2 separate regions of the Gossypium arboreum genome follow, and region 2 is linked to region 1. A link is a contact called in public Hi-C data. All regions are on one chromosome and are shown on one strand. The core of a region is the stretch at or near the end of the contact, and the rest is flanking DNA. Distances in the headings are between cores, read along the strand shown.

Evidence for each region. A called contact is a pair of places that touch in the nucleus more often than the background predicts.
Region 2: a contact with region 1 is called in a Hi-C map of leaf, with 6 times the contacts expected there. The contact joins the promoter of LOC108486443 here to the promoter of LOC108483919 in region 1. A contact is called at or near these places in 2 of 5 Hi-C or Micro-C datasets (both in leaf).

What each region holds. Positions count from the first base shown.
Region 1 is chr6:67,360,604-67,367,284 of ASM2569848v2, forward strand. It overlaps LOC108483919 (pre-mRNA-splicing factor SPF27 homolog), which reads right to left and starts at 5,145. Exons shown (of 7, transcript XM_017787462.2): 1 at 4,739-5,145; 2 at 4,473-4,651; 3 at 4,036-4,119; 4 at 504-573; 5 at 277-410; 6 at 136-194. The coding sequence starts at 4,978. The coding sequence ends at 140.
Region 2 is chr6:67,692,026-67,698,854 of ASM2569848v2, forward strand. It overlaps LOC108486443 (glycerol kinase), which reads left to right and starts at 2,968. Exons shown (of 4, transcript XM_017790499.2): 1 at 2,968-3,290; 2 at 3,468-3,689; 3 at 4,244-5,210; 4 at 5,828-6,281. The coding sequence starts at 3,073. The coding sequence ends at 6,073.

The sequences.
Region 1 (6,681 bases), core at 3,895-6,394:
AAAAGAAAAAAGTTTTATAAACTTAAGAAAAAGTAGCAAGGAATAAAAAATTTCTGGCTTAAAACTTAAGTCGTTGAACCAATACTGAGCAGAGCATCAAAATTGAATTAAATACTACTATGACAGGAAGCATACCTTGCTATGTTGAAGGTGACAAAGCACCATTCTCCAAATTAGCTTCCAAGTTCCAGCCTCTGCAATGGTAAAGATTAATTAGGCTCGATGCTAGAAAAAGCCTGGTATGCAAAATGCACACCAACTCGAAAAGGTAGATACCTCTCAGCAGCTTCTCTCCTGAGTTCTGCTATATGCTTTTCAGTATGAGAACAGGCAGCATGAATTTCAATGTTTTTCAGACAAAGCTCCTTCCATTGCGTGGACAAAGCATTGAGCTCATATGCAGTGTTTTGCTGATCAGTCAGATGAATTAATATGCTTATCAGCTTTATTACAAGATTGCACCAAATCAAGGTACGATGGGGCGTGTTTGAAATTAAAATTACCTGATGAAATTTTCTTTCACGGTTTACAGTTTCAATTTTCTCATTTTGCTGTTGAGCTAGTTTTTGCATCCTGCTGAGTAACAAGGGAAGAAAAAGAAAGAATATAGTGAGTATGTGAACTTAAACAACAAAATATGCAGATAGCATGATCAGAGACTCAGAGGCTAGCACTATAGAGTTTCAACCTCACCAAAGTTCAGCTCTAAGTACAACTTCAGTTACCATAACATAAACATATTTCCCATGGAAAACATTTTATCCTTTTTCTATTATCTCCATATATGCTTTAGTTAATACATTATCTACATAAGCCATGGTTCTCTAAGAACTTTTGACTTTATACTATGGCCAAAATAAGTTACCATGATCAGCATATTTTCTGGGATCATTCTTCTTCCTAAGTTGATAATCTTACCTAACACAAACTGACATTGAATCATGGAAAGGAAAGTAACACATATTAACAAGCACAGAACCTCCCCCACACCCCCAACAAAAAAAAAAATGGAAAAGAGAAAAGGGGAAAATTGAATAAATAAGCAGTGCATCAACATCCTCAAGTCCATTTCCATGTTACAAAACCAAAGGCAACAGTTTACCATATACGGAAAAGCTGTTTCTGCATACAAACTAGACCTCTTCACTAAAACAATGGGTACCAAACGTGACACCAAATATCATCCTCTTTTTAAAGTTGAATTTACTTTCTTTTCTGTACAGTCCACATAACATCAACTAAACCACTTTGGGCACCTGACGTGGATGCTTTTATTGGAATAAGAGTTTTAGTTTTATTTATTTTCTTTATTATATCAGGTTTTATTAAGAATTTAAGTTTTACCTATTTCTCTATTATATTAGGTTTTTATTTGCTTCATAAACTCTAAGTTAGGAATTCTATTTTATGTCAATTAGGACTCTTTCCTTTGTTATTAAAGTCTATAAAAGTCTACCAATATGAAATAAAGAGGTAAGCAATTATTCTATCAAAAAGAAGAGTTATTTTCAGAGGGGGTTTAGTCAAGGATGAATCTGCCTCTTTGAGTAACCATAGGTCGAAGCAAGAATTCTTCCTTGTCTAGACCCGTGACTAGATCCTACGCCAAGTTGCATAACAACTTGGTATTGGAGCCTTCTATCATGGGTGACAAAAAGACTTTGGCAGCCAAACTGGAGGCTTTCATGGCACTAATGGCTACAAGGCAACAAGCATTAGAGGAGCAAATGGCAGTGTTATCTCTTTTGGTCCAAAAGACAACGAAAGGGTATTCACATAGTGAGGAACAGGGCAGCAGCAAAGCCAGAAAAAGGAATTTAGACTCGCAACAAGGTGGGTGCATGGTGCCACAATACTCTAAGAAGGAATTTCCCACTTATGATGGTGTTGGAGATCCTTTATGGTGGCTGAAAAGATATGAATTTTTTTTGGCAATCAACGGACTAACGAAGAAGACAAAGTAGGCTTAGCTTCATTCCATCTCTTAGGAGAGGCACAATTGTGGTTTGATCAAATGGAAGAAGAGAAGGCAAATCTTGATTGGGGGCGCTTCAAAGGGTGTTGTCATGTGAGGTTTGGGCCACCTATGAGTAATAATCCCTTGGAGAAATTGGCCAACCTGAGACAAACTAGGACTGTAGAGGAATATCAACACCAATTTCAATCACTATTGGCCAGGACTACTGATCTTAAACCTTAACAACAAGTAAATCTCTTTACTGCCGGGTTGGTAGAGGAACTTAGAATTGATATTGAGATGCAACAAGCGGAAAACCTTGGAGTTGCAATGAATATGACTCACACATTGGAACGTAAACAAAAGGTCTCTTCCAAACTGTCGTCTCGAGCCATCCTAAACTGGCCAACTTCCCAAAACATTAGCAGCAATTCAAACATTTTAACAACTAAGAGCATTGCAAAAGGAGGGAGACAAACAATGGAACCAACAGGGAACAACAACAAAATAGGTTCTTCTGCACCATTTATTAAGAAATTGACACGGAAAAAATAGCGGAAAAAAGGGCAAAAAGGTTGTGTTATATATGTGACAAGTCTTATTCCATGGGACACAAATGTAAAAGGTCATTTTGGATATAAGAACGAGATGTTGAAGGCAAGCAAGATGATGATAAGGTAGATTTGGATAAGTTTTGAAGCTTATTTTGAATTTGAGCTTGAGGACAAACTCAACTCCGAGAGGGGGAGTACTGATGTGGATGCTTTTATTGCAATAACAGTTTTAGTTTTATTTAATTTCTTTACTATATTAGGCTTTATTAAGAGTTTTAGTTTTACTTATTTTCTCTATTATATTAGGTTTTTATTTCCTTCATAAACTCTAAGTTAGGAATTCTATTTTATGTCAATTAGGACTCTTTCCTTTGTTATTAACAGTCTATGAAAGGCTGCCAATATGAAATAAAGTGGTAAGCAATTATTCTATAAAAAAAGAAATGTTATTTTTGGAGGGGTTTAAATCAAGGACGAATCTGCCTCTTTGAGTAACCATAGGTCGAAGCAAGAATTCTTCCTCGTCTAGACCCGTGACTAGATCCTACACCAAGGCGCATAAAAGCACCATACTCATGTCAATATGATATGACACAGGTACTGACACAAGATATGCATCAGACACTCCTCTGAAAAAATTGACTCTTCTTCTCACAGAATATAACAAAGCTAAGGAAGAGACATCAGATGAAAAGATTGCTTGCTAGTGTAGTTGTGCAAATTGTCGATGTAAGATGTGCTTCTCTACTCTGGTAACATGGTAGTTTAGGAAAACAAACAGAAAATGGGTACACTATCTTCAAGACAGAGTTACACCCGCTATCAAAATGAAGAAAATTAGGTGGAATGTATGATAGAGTAAGATTTTCTTCTATTGCAATTGGGCTTCAAACTTTTAGGCCTACAATCATTACCTTAAGTAAATAATTAATCTTAACCTAACCCAAAAAGGACAAAAGAATTGTACCTGGACCTTCTTTATATCTTTCTTGACGTATGAAGTCCAACTTCAGGTTGTGAGTTTAACGTGTAAGAGTTTAACTATTAAAAATAATTTAAGTATCTAAAGATAATAAATTTGACGTATTAGAAATTGTACTAATATACTTTTTAGTTATCCTACATATCCATATCATATTTTTAGACACTTTTTATCTTACTCCACAAGTCCAAAACTTTGGACTGCAAAGGTAGAAATCAACAAAAATGCTAAACCGCCAACCTGTTGAGGCCCTATGGAATCAAACAAGGTTGGCTTTTATGCTAGACATGCTTGCCAAATCTAGCCTAAGGCTGTCACTTTAGCCAAGGAAAACAACTAAAATTTGTTTCCTGTAGATTGAGAACTTCAATATATGACAACTGGTAGCACCATATCCATCATATCAGAAAGAGTGCATTTCTGCCATAAGTCACATATTCCCAAAAGTCTCTTAGCTTAAATCTACCAATTCAAACAAGAAGCAAAACCACTTTCAATTTGCCATGAAAATAACATCAATGTTGCAGTTATTAGGGAAAAACCTGGCCAAAAATCCTCCCAGTCGTTGGTTGTTCTGTCTCCAAACATCAGGGCCATATTTTAACATCAACTCCAAATTTTCCAACCTGAAACCAAGCAAAGATATACAAGACAAAAATCTTAACATTGCATGCAAACAGCATCAGAAGTTATATGTATACAGTGTAAAATTTTAGGTGGAATGGCCCCCAAACTTCCCCAAATTTAACTGACGAGGGATTTTCATTCATCACAACTTGAATAAAAAGCAACTACTGCCATGAAACTAGAATCCTTAACGAAATAACACAGTAAAATAGAAGAGAAGCACGTAATTAATTTCTTAATGATTCACAGAAGCATGGAACAAAAATATCATGAAAGCAAAAAAAGGTAATTTCATAAAATATCCTAATCTATTCTTTCTTGCTTATTCAAATAACTAAGAGAAGAAACTGACCTAATTACTTGATGTTGCAATGAGCGCTGAGATCTTTGAACTGCCTGTTTCCAAGCAGTTTCATCGTTTCTCTTATTCATGGGCGGTGGTTCAACTTGATACCGTGAAGAAAAATCAAGGGTCACGGGTGGCCTACCCGCTCTGACGCGCTCATATTCTTTGCCAATCATTGGGTGATGCTGAGATCCAAACATGGATTTTTAAAACTTCAATAAAGAAAAACCTCAAGTATTCCAAAGAAAAGCCCAAATTGGGGGGACAATAACCTGAAAATTGAAGGAGGGAAGAGGGGGTAAATCCTTGAGGAAGTCAGCTGGCTTCTTGATACTCTTTCGCATCTCTTCTTCGACCAATCGATCAACCTCTTCCTTGACCATTGGGTTCCCGTAGTCGTCGTCAATGTAGGGTAATGCGTCCAAAGTCTCGGCAGTGGAAGCAGAGGCCCATGGCCGAGCAGTTTCAGGCGGTGCCTCCAACATAAGGATCTCTTCGCCGTTGCCGCCCATTGTGTATATCTCTAGCTTTTCCCCTTCAACTCTCTGATACTGTTTCCGCTTAAGGGTTAGTAGTGGCTTTTACAGACCAAGCCACTTAAAATTTTAAAAGGTAGGGCTTAAAAACGCTAAGAAAAAATTGAGAAAAATCAATAAAAGTTAATTAAAAACGGGTTTACCTCTAATCATATATATTAAAATACAATACAACAAGGTGCATAACTCTATATTGCGATTTGCGAAAAGTGTCGTATTTTTATTTTTATAATTTTAAATATTTAATTTAATTTTTATTATTTATTTAATTTTAAAATTATTTACTTTTCTCACTAAATTATCTTTTTAAAATATTTTAAAATATAAGATTATAAAATATTATTATTTTTATTTACCATAAAAGTACGGTAAATAAAGTGATAAATATATAAATAAAAATTGGATAGATGGACAAGGCAAATATAATTTGAAATATAATATATTTGTAATAAATATATGGTTATATAATCTGGGTTACGAGGATTAAGTTTTAACAGTTTTCCATAAAAATGATGTGTATTTGTATGTCAATAAGAGTATCTGTTATAATGACTTGTAAATATTAAAAGTGGGATATTGTATTTTTTAAAAATTTTGAACTAGAGTTAATATTATCTTGAATTATGATATTTTGATATATCACGTCATGAAATTCGTCAAAGTAGTCTATGTGATAATATATCAGTATGGATATGTGTGGTATTAAATTAGGATATGACTGAGTATGAATTGATAGTATTATATTCCACGTAAGTATTTATCAAACCGGTGTGTCGTTAAAAGCACCAAATATATCATATCTCTAAATAACGAAAAGAAATAATAATAAGGGAGTAGGGTCAAATCCTCAAGGAATGGATCGCCACAGCTCCTTGTTTCTTAAAATCTCGGGCACAGTCGTGCCCAAGAAAAACAACTGACCTAGAAAAAATAAAATAAAACAGAATTAAAAATATGATTGAGTTGAAATTAAATAGATTGAAATCGTAATTGTGATAATAAACAGAATTGAGAAAAAGGGGTTTTTGATTGAGGGATTCTGGCTTCTGGTTATCTTGATCCTCCTTCGGTTCAATCCTAAGCTTTTAAGTGATCCTTCTCATAACTGAATAAGCCAATTATAGTTGAAGAGGACGCCTACGACCACCAACTCCACTTAGGTTATAGCCTTACGATCTAGAGAAACCTGACTCTAGCCAACCATCACTTTTGTGGGACCATCTTACACTAGATCATCGTTTCTCAATGGCGAATTTCACGCCATTTTGTCTCTTGGGCTCGACAACCTCTGACACAGTAAGTTAGTGAACTTATTGTGCAACCTTCCCAAAACATACAAAGCTGTCGTCTTTGCACAAGATGAAAATATTACTTTTAGAAGGACATGGATGGAAACGCCAGTCCCGTAATGTGGAGAAATGATGAATACTGGTTGAGAAGGGCTAAGTGCGGGTTTTAAGCCTCATGAACTCTTTTGGAGGAGTCTTGATAACCTTTGGCTAAATGAGTTTAGTTACTTATGCTTTTTGGGAAAAAAACACAAGTTTTAATGAAATGGAATTTTATTGAAAAGGAAACAAAAAGGCTAAGAGCCTTAGGGGGAATGAGTTTTTTACAGAAGTGATGAGTGAATATTCATGCCACTCTATCCCCTACTTATAGTACATGAAAGAACCTAG
Region 2 (6,829 bases), core at 1,718-4,217, 330 kb after region 1:
TAAAATGCATGCTTTTTGTGTGGTATTAAGTGCATAATTGGCCTCAACATGGACAAGTATATTCGCCTTGGGTAGCCTATTGAAGGCCTTAGCTTTTCCTTGATGCTCGAATAAATTGTATTGAATTGCTTGATGTAGTATAAAATGTGCATGACCATTGTGTATTCAAGCTAAAGGGTGGCCATATGACCATTTAAATTCCTTGTCATATTCGCCATAAGCTAGCACAATGAGGTTTTGATAAATTGAATTTGTTTGAATTAGCTCAAGAGCTAAGAGGGCCACAATTGGACAAGGGGAAGGAAAAAGTGATCGAATAGCCGTAAAAGCCGTTCGACAACATCCGAGGTAAGTCCTCAAGAAGTGACCTTACTTGAATTATGTGGAATGAAATATGGATGTATTGATTATTGATTTATGTGTATGAGTATTCGAATGATACCCGGGCTAAGTCCCGAAGGCGATTATGTTAGTGATTATAATTGTGTTTGAGCCTTAGTAACGAAAATAAATATGTATGTCCAATGATTATTGATGTATGTGTGCATGAGAAATTGATTGATATCCGGGCTAAGCCCCAAGACAATTATCTTGGAAATTATAACCGGGTTAAGACCAAGGCAATTGTGCTAGTGGCTACATCCGGGCTAAGACCAAGGCATTCGTATGAGTCATTCTATCCGGCTAAGACCAAGGCATTTGTGCAAATCGTGATATCCGGGTTAAGTCCGTAGGCCTTGGTGCGGGTTACCATAACCGGGCTATGTCCCAAGGCGATTGATCGAGTAGCGACATCCGGTTAAACTCAAGGTATGTGATTTGAAAATTATAAGCTTGCTGGAAAATTTCAGCTAATGCACTTGTGAAATTTCCCAATGACAAGGTAAGTGCGGTGTGTGCTTTGCGTGCTAGGAGTAAGAGCGTGTGAATATCCGCTCCTATGATGGAACGAGTTATCGGCCTTAATGAAGCCGTTATTTGTGTATGAACATAAGAGTTGGGATGGTGAAGTAAGTATGATTATGTGAATGTGCATTAATGAAATGATGCATTTAACTATGTGAATGTATTGCTGTAATTAGAGTTGATTATATTCCTTGAGACTTACTAAGCATAAAAATGCTTACTCATTGCTTTGGCTCTCGCTTTTCTATATTTCGCTCGATAGCAATCGGATTCGGGATCGTTGAAGTCGAAGTCATCCACACTATCAAGCCCCCATTTTGGTATAAATTCTTGGTTGAACTTGAAATGGCATGTATAGGACTACCCCTTGTTGGTTTAAATATGTTATGATGTATATGTGTACGGCCATGCGAAAATGGCTCGTAATAGTGAAGTATCAACTTAAACTATTTGCGGTTTGTATATATATATATGGTGTCATGATGTGACTATGAATTGGAAATGGGAATGTTGGTCACATGATCAGCCATTGGCATGGTTAAAATGATCATATGTGGACCTATGTAAGGCAAGACTAGTTGGTTCATGGAGACTACAAAATAGGTAAGACCTACCTTAAAACAGATGCTGCCAGCTGCAGTAACGTGAATGTGAAAAATCACCAAAATTTGTAGGAATGGTATTAAATAGTGAATCAGCTATGTAAATGAACATTGATGAGTCTATTTTCATATGGAAGAAACGAAATGGTCATAGGAGTTACATGTTAAGAGATATTAAAGCTATTGTGAGACAGGGCCAGAACGGTTTCTGGGTTCCCTATCGCAACTTTAAAAATTTACTATAAATTATCCAGAAAGAATTAGGAGGCATACCTTATATGTACAGATTCCATTTTGAGTCTAGTTTCATTAGAAACAAACGGCACCAGCATTAAAGCCCTGTACAGAGAGATATTCAAGTTATACGGCGCGAAGGTCAGAGCAGTCGATCCCTGTAACATGGGTGAATTTAACTAATAAAATGTACCAATTGGCCCGACCAAAAATTCTAGAAATAAATCCATGGATGGATATATGAGTCTAAATTCAGGGAAAATTTACGAAACCAGTTTCCGAGTTTTGAAACTCGAGATATGATTTTTAAGGCGACAGTGACGCAGTTTTTCCACTGACCGAAATGTCCAATAGATGGGCAAAACAAGTGAACTTGGCTTGCTAACCCCTCGTGTCCGACACCGGCGATGGTCTCGGGTTCGGGGTGTTACAGTTGTAGCGATGTGTCCTCAAGTGTGATTGTACACTCAACACATGGAAGGTGAAAAGTGTGTGTTTTGGGCCTCTATCTTTCCACCAATGTGTTGATTAGTGTAAAATCGAGTTTGCAACCCTTGGTCATGCGAGACATATGCAAGAATCCAGCTTGTTGTAAGTGGCCACAAATTTCAGTGATCGCAGGCTTTCCCATATTATGAATGAACCTTTCGGAACACGATCATCCGCCTATTTACATAATAAAAAATTCAAATTAAAAAAAAATTTAAATTTAACATAATTTAAAATTTTGTCTTACTATTATTGCTTAGGCGGTGGAAATATACTTGTCGTCAAAGCGGATTAGAAAGGCGTCTATTCGTGAAAAGTTGATTCAAAATGAAATAATTAAAAAATAATATTTTTAATAAAAATATCAAAAATTTAAAACAAAAGAGTTGAGAGAAATTGAGAAAGTTAAGAGAGTTAAAAGAAAGATGTGAATGAAAAAAATAAAACATGAGGGTATTTATAAGATAAAAAATATACCGTTAGGGGTATTAATTTTTTTACCCTTAGTGCAGCAACGTTTAAAAAGTCGTTACTTTTTATCGTTGGTGAAAAACACATCTAGCTAGCCACACCTTCTATTTCTCTTTCCTAAATCGAACTATTTTCTTAACTAAATAAACAAAACCTAAAAACCTAATTAAAAAATAAAATCAGCATATTTTGCTAATTTTGCCCCGTACTTGTCATTGAGATTGTAAAAACATTATAAATTACATTGGATACCTTTTATTATTTTAATTTACACATTTATAAAAAATATTGTATAAACTTTTGGCGAGATTCCCGAGAAAACAGGAAATGATATCCTAGAAAAAGTAAGAAACGACGACCTTCACTATATATGAAAGTCATACCCTCTTGCTTCATTTTGGTTTTACTCTTTTTGATATCTTCATCGAAGACCAACAACCCACAGAAGAAGAAAATGTCCAAGGAGCAAACTTTCATAGCCTCAATCGACCAAGGCACCACCAGCACCCGGTTCTTCATCTATGACAAATCTGCTCGAATCATCGGTTCCCACCATGTCGAGTTCACTCAGTTCTACCCTGAAGCCGGGTACTCCTTTCGAAAATTTTCCAAATCAAACTTTCACGTTGCTTTTATCTTTTTTTCACCAATATAAAATCTGGGTATGATTTTATATGACATGAAGATTGAAAATTTTGAGGTATTTAATTATTGACTTATCTTTTTCTTTTTCAAAATTTTTTGGGGAATTTTGGGGGTTGTTAGGTGGGTGGAACATGATCCAATGGAGATATTGGAGAGTGTGCGATCTTGCATGACGAAGGCACTAGACAAGGCTACTGCTGATGGATACAATGTTGACAGTGGACTGAAAGCAATTGGATTAACAAATCAAAGAGAAACAGTTGTTGTTTGGAGCAAATCTACTGGTTCTCCTCTCTATAACGCGATCGTTTGGATGGATGTTCGTACCAGCTCTATTTGCAGGTAATCATTTCCTTTGTTTTTCCTGTTTGTTACTTGTTTGCTCGTTCTTTTCTTTTTCCGGATAAATAAACATAATGGTTTTATTTGCATCTCGATTTTCTCATCCTTAATGTTGCTCAGTTTTTTGTTTGATTTTTTTTCTTTTGAATTGGGTATCAAAGGTCTTGATTTTTGAAGAGTTCCCATCATGAGCACGAAATATTTTTCATCCTCGGAATTGGGTTGATGTATATTCCTTCTTTTCTGTTACAATAAATTCCTCTAGTTTGCTTTCCATAACCTGGTTTGAGTTCTATATTACTCTGATTAGGACTCAGTTGAGTGTTCAACATCTTTATGTGCTCAACTTTTTCCAAGATTCCCATGTATTTCGATACTCCTTGGAGGATCATATCATGTACCAGCTATCGTATGAGTCAGATATCACTGTTGAATACATACACTTAAAAGAAAATTGAAGAGTCGAACCAAAGACTGTTTGAAGTTTCATTTACTGCTGTGTACTGATTGTCTGAATTCCATATATTTGAAGTTTGAGTTGATCTTTATATTAGGAAATTGGAGAAAGAACTGCCAGGAGGGAGAACACACTTCGTGGAATCATGTGGTTTGCCTTTAAGCACATATTTTAGTGCAGTGAAGCTGCTATGGTTGATGGAGAACAAGGAAGAGGTTAGAGCTGCTATTAAAAAAGGGGATGCCTTGTTTGGAACAATAGATACATGGTTAATCTGGAACTTAACTGGCGGTGTAAATGGTGGGATACATGTCACTGATGTTTCTAATGCATCACGGACGATGCTCATGAATCTCAAAACTCTCGATTGGGATAAAGAGACGTTGAAAACTCTTGGAATACCAGCTGAAATTCTGCCAAAAATTGTAAGTAATGCTGAGGTCATTGGTAAAATCGCCAAAGGGTGGCCTCTTTTTGGTGTCCCGATTGCAGGATGTCTTGGTGATCAACATGCTGCAATGGTTGGTCAAGCTTGCCGTAGGGGTGAGGCCAAATGCACTTATGGAACTGGTGCCTTTATCCTGCTCAACACAGGTACTGCGCCTGTTAAGTCAACCCACGGCCTCCTAACCACGCTTGCATTCAAGCTTGGTCCGAAAGCACAGACGAACTATGCTTTAGAGGGCTCTATTGCTATTGCTGGAGCTGCAGTTCAGTGGCTAAGAGACAGTCTTGGGATAATTTCCTCTGCAAGTGAGATAGAAAGCCTGGCATCAAAGGTTGATTGCACAGGTGGGGTTTACTTTGTTCCTGCCTTTAATGGTTTGTTCGCTCCATGGTGGCGAGATGATGCTCGTGGAATTTGCATTGGAATCACAAGGTTTACAAGCAAGTCTCACATTGCTCGTGCGGTTCTTGAAAGCATGTGTTTTCAAGTTAAAGATGTATTGGATTCAATGCACAAAGATGCAGGCGAGAAAGGTGAGGTCAAGAATGAAAAGGGAGAGTTTTTGCTTAGGGTGGATGGGGGTGCCACTGTCAACAACCTCCTAATGCAAATTCAGGTTAGGCTCTAATTGGTATCAACTGTTTTCTCACTTTTTTTTCTTGATGTCAACGAATTTATAAGCATTCCAGTTTGGCGTGTAAATAGCCCTGACCGTAAGAGTTCTTGATGACTTATATTATTTTGGCTCAATAACTTACGATATGAACGTTTATCCAATCTTTCTTTATTTGGCGCAATGGATTCCTTGTAAAATAGGACTGTTTCTCTTTTTATGTATGGATAGAGAGAAATAGTGAATCATATAGAAGATAATTTCCATGGGTATAATTATTGGTAAAACCTGATCAATGTTACCCGAATTCAGATATTAGCATCCAATATAAGTATGTGTCCTACATTTGCTTAATCCTGTACCTATGTTTGCAAATGTGTTGGACATGGTTACTTGATGAAAAATGAAGAGTCGGGTCTGTTTTGCAATTAAAAATGTTTTTCTTACAGTCTCAACTGCCATGCTATATATATAATCAAAGAGACTGCTTGTTTAGTGCCTTATTTTCACCTTTCATGTTTCTGCTGAATGATTGTTATTCCTTGTTGAGATCTTGTCTAAACCATTCATAGTCGCTCATCTGATGATAAAATTTTGGTCCTTTCCGGGGCTGATCACAGGCGGACTTGCTGGGAAGTTCTGTGGTCAGACCAGCTGACATAGAAACAACCGCTCTCGGAGCTGCATATGCTGCTGGAATGGCTGTAGGAGTGTGGAAAGAAGAGGAGCTTTTTGCTTTGGGACAAAATATCAAAACTGCATCCATATTCTCCCCAAAATCAAGTGTAGAATGGAGGAAGAAGAAGGTGGATTCTTGGTGCAAAGCTGTTGAAAGAACGTTTGGTTTGGCTGATCTTGAAATGTGATACAACAGTTATTTCTGTTTCGACTTCCTGGTGACCATAGTCTCGTCTTTTGTAGATGTTTTATTTTATTTTTGAATTTATAGAGAAAACCCATGCTTATATTCAACTGAATAAAATGCTGAATGTATTACTCTGGTAGTCATTGCTTTGCTTCAATGACGGTCACAGACATTATTAAAGGTTTTAGTTTTCAACATTTCCCTATGAAGTTTGCTGTTCTGTTGGTTTCACTGTTAAAGTTGCTAAATTTCTTAAATTAAAATGTCATGTTTAATGGTTTTACTTGTATATTAAACATGAACATAACACGGATTACTAAGTGTGCCAAAAATTTAATTTTTATTGTGTTAATCGTATTTAAATGTGTTGTATAGTTTCTAGTATTTTGATTTGGTTTTTTATTAATGTTACGTGTGTAAAATTATCAGGTATTTAATTGGATTTTAATTATGCATAATAATAAAGTATTGGTGAGCAGAAATATATTTCCATTTTGAAAGCGTAAGTTGCTTGTACGAGTCATTCAGAATGAGAGTAGCGTAAGATTTGGAAACTCTGATTCTGAATGATTATTTGATTTAATTTATGTTTGGAGACGAAGGTTATGGATGTGACCCAGTGGTTTGAAATTCAAGTAATCTTATGTTGAAAGATTATGATGGTCATCTTAAAACATCTAATTATGCTCTCAAGTGGGTTGCGTTTTGGATTCGGATATATAGGCTTGCCACTAAAATGGATATGATTGAATCATCG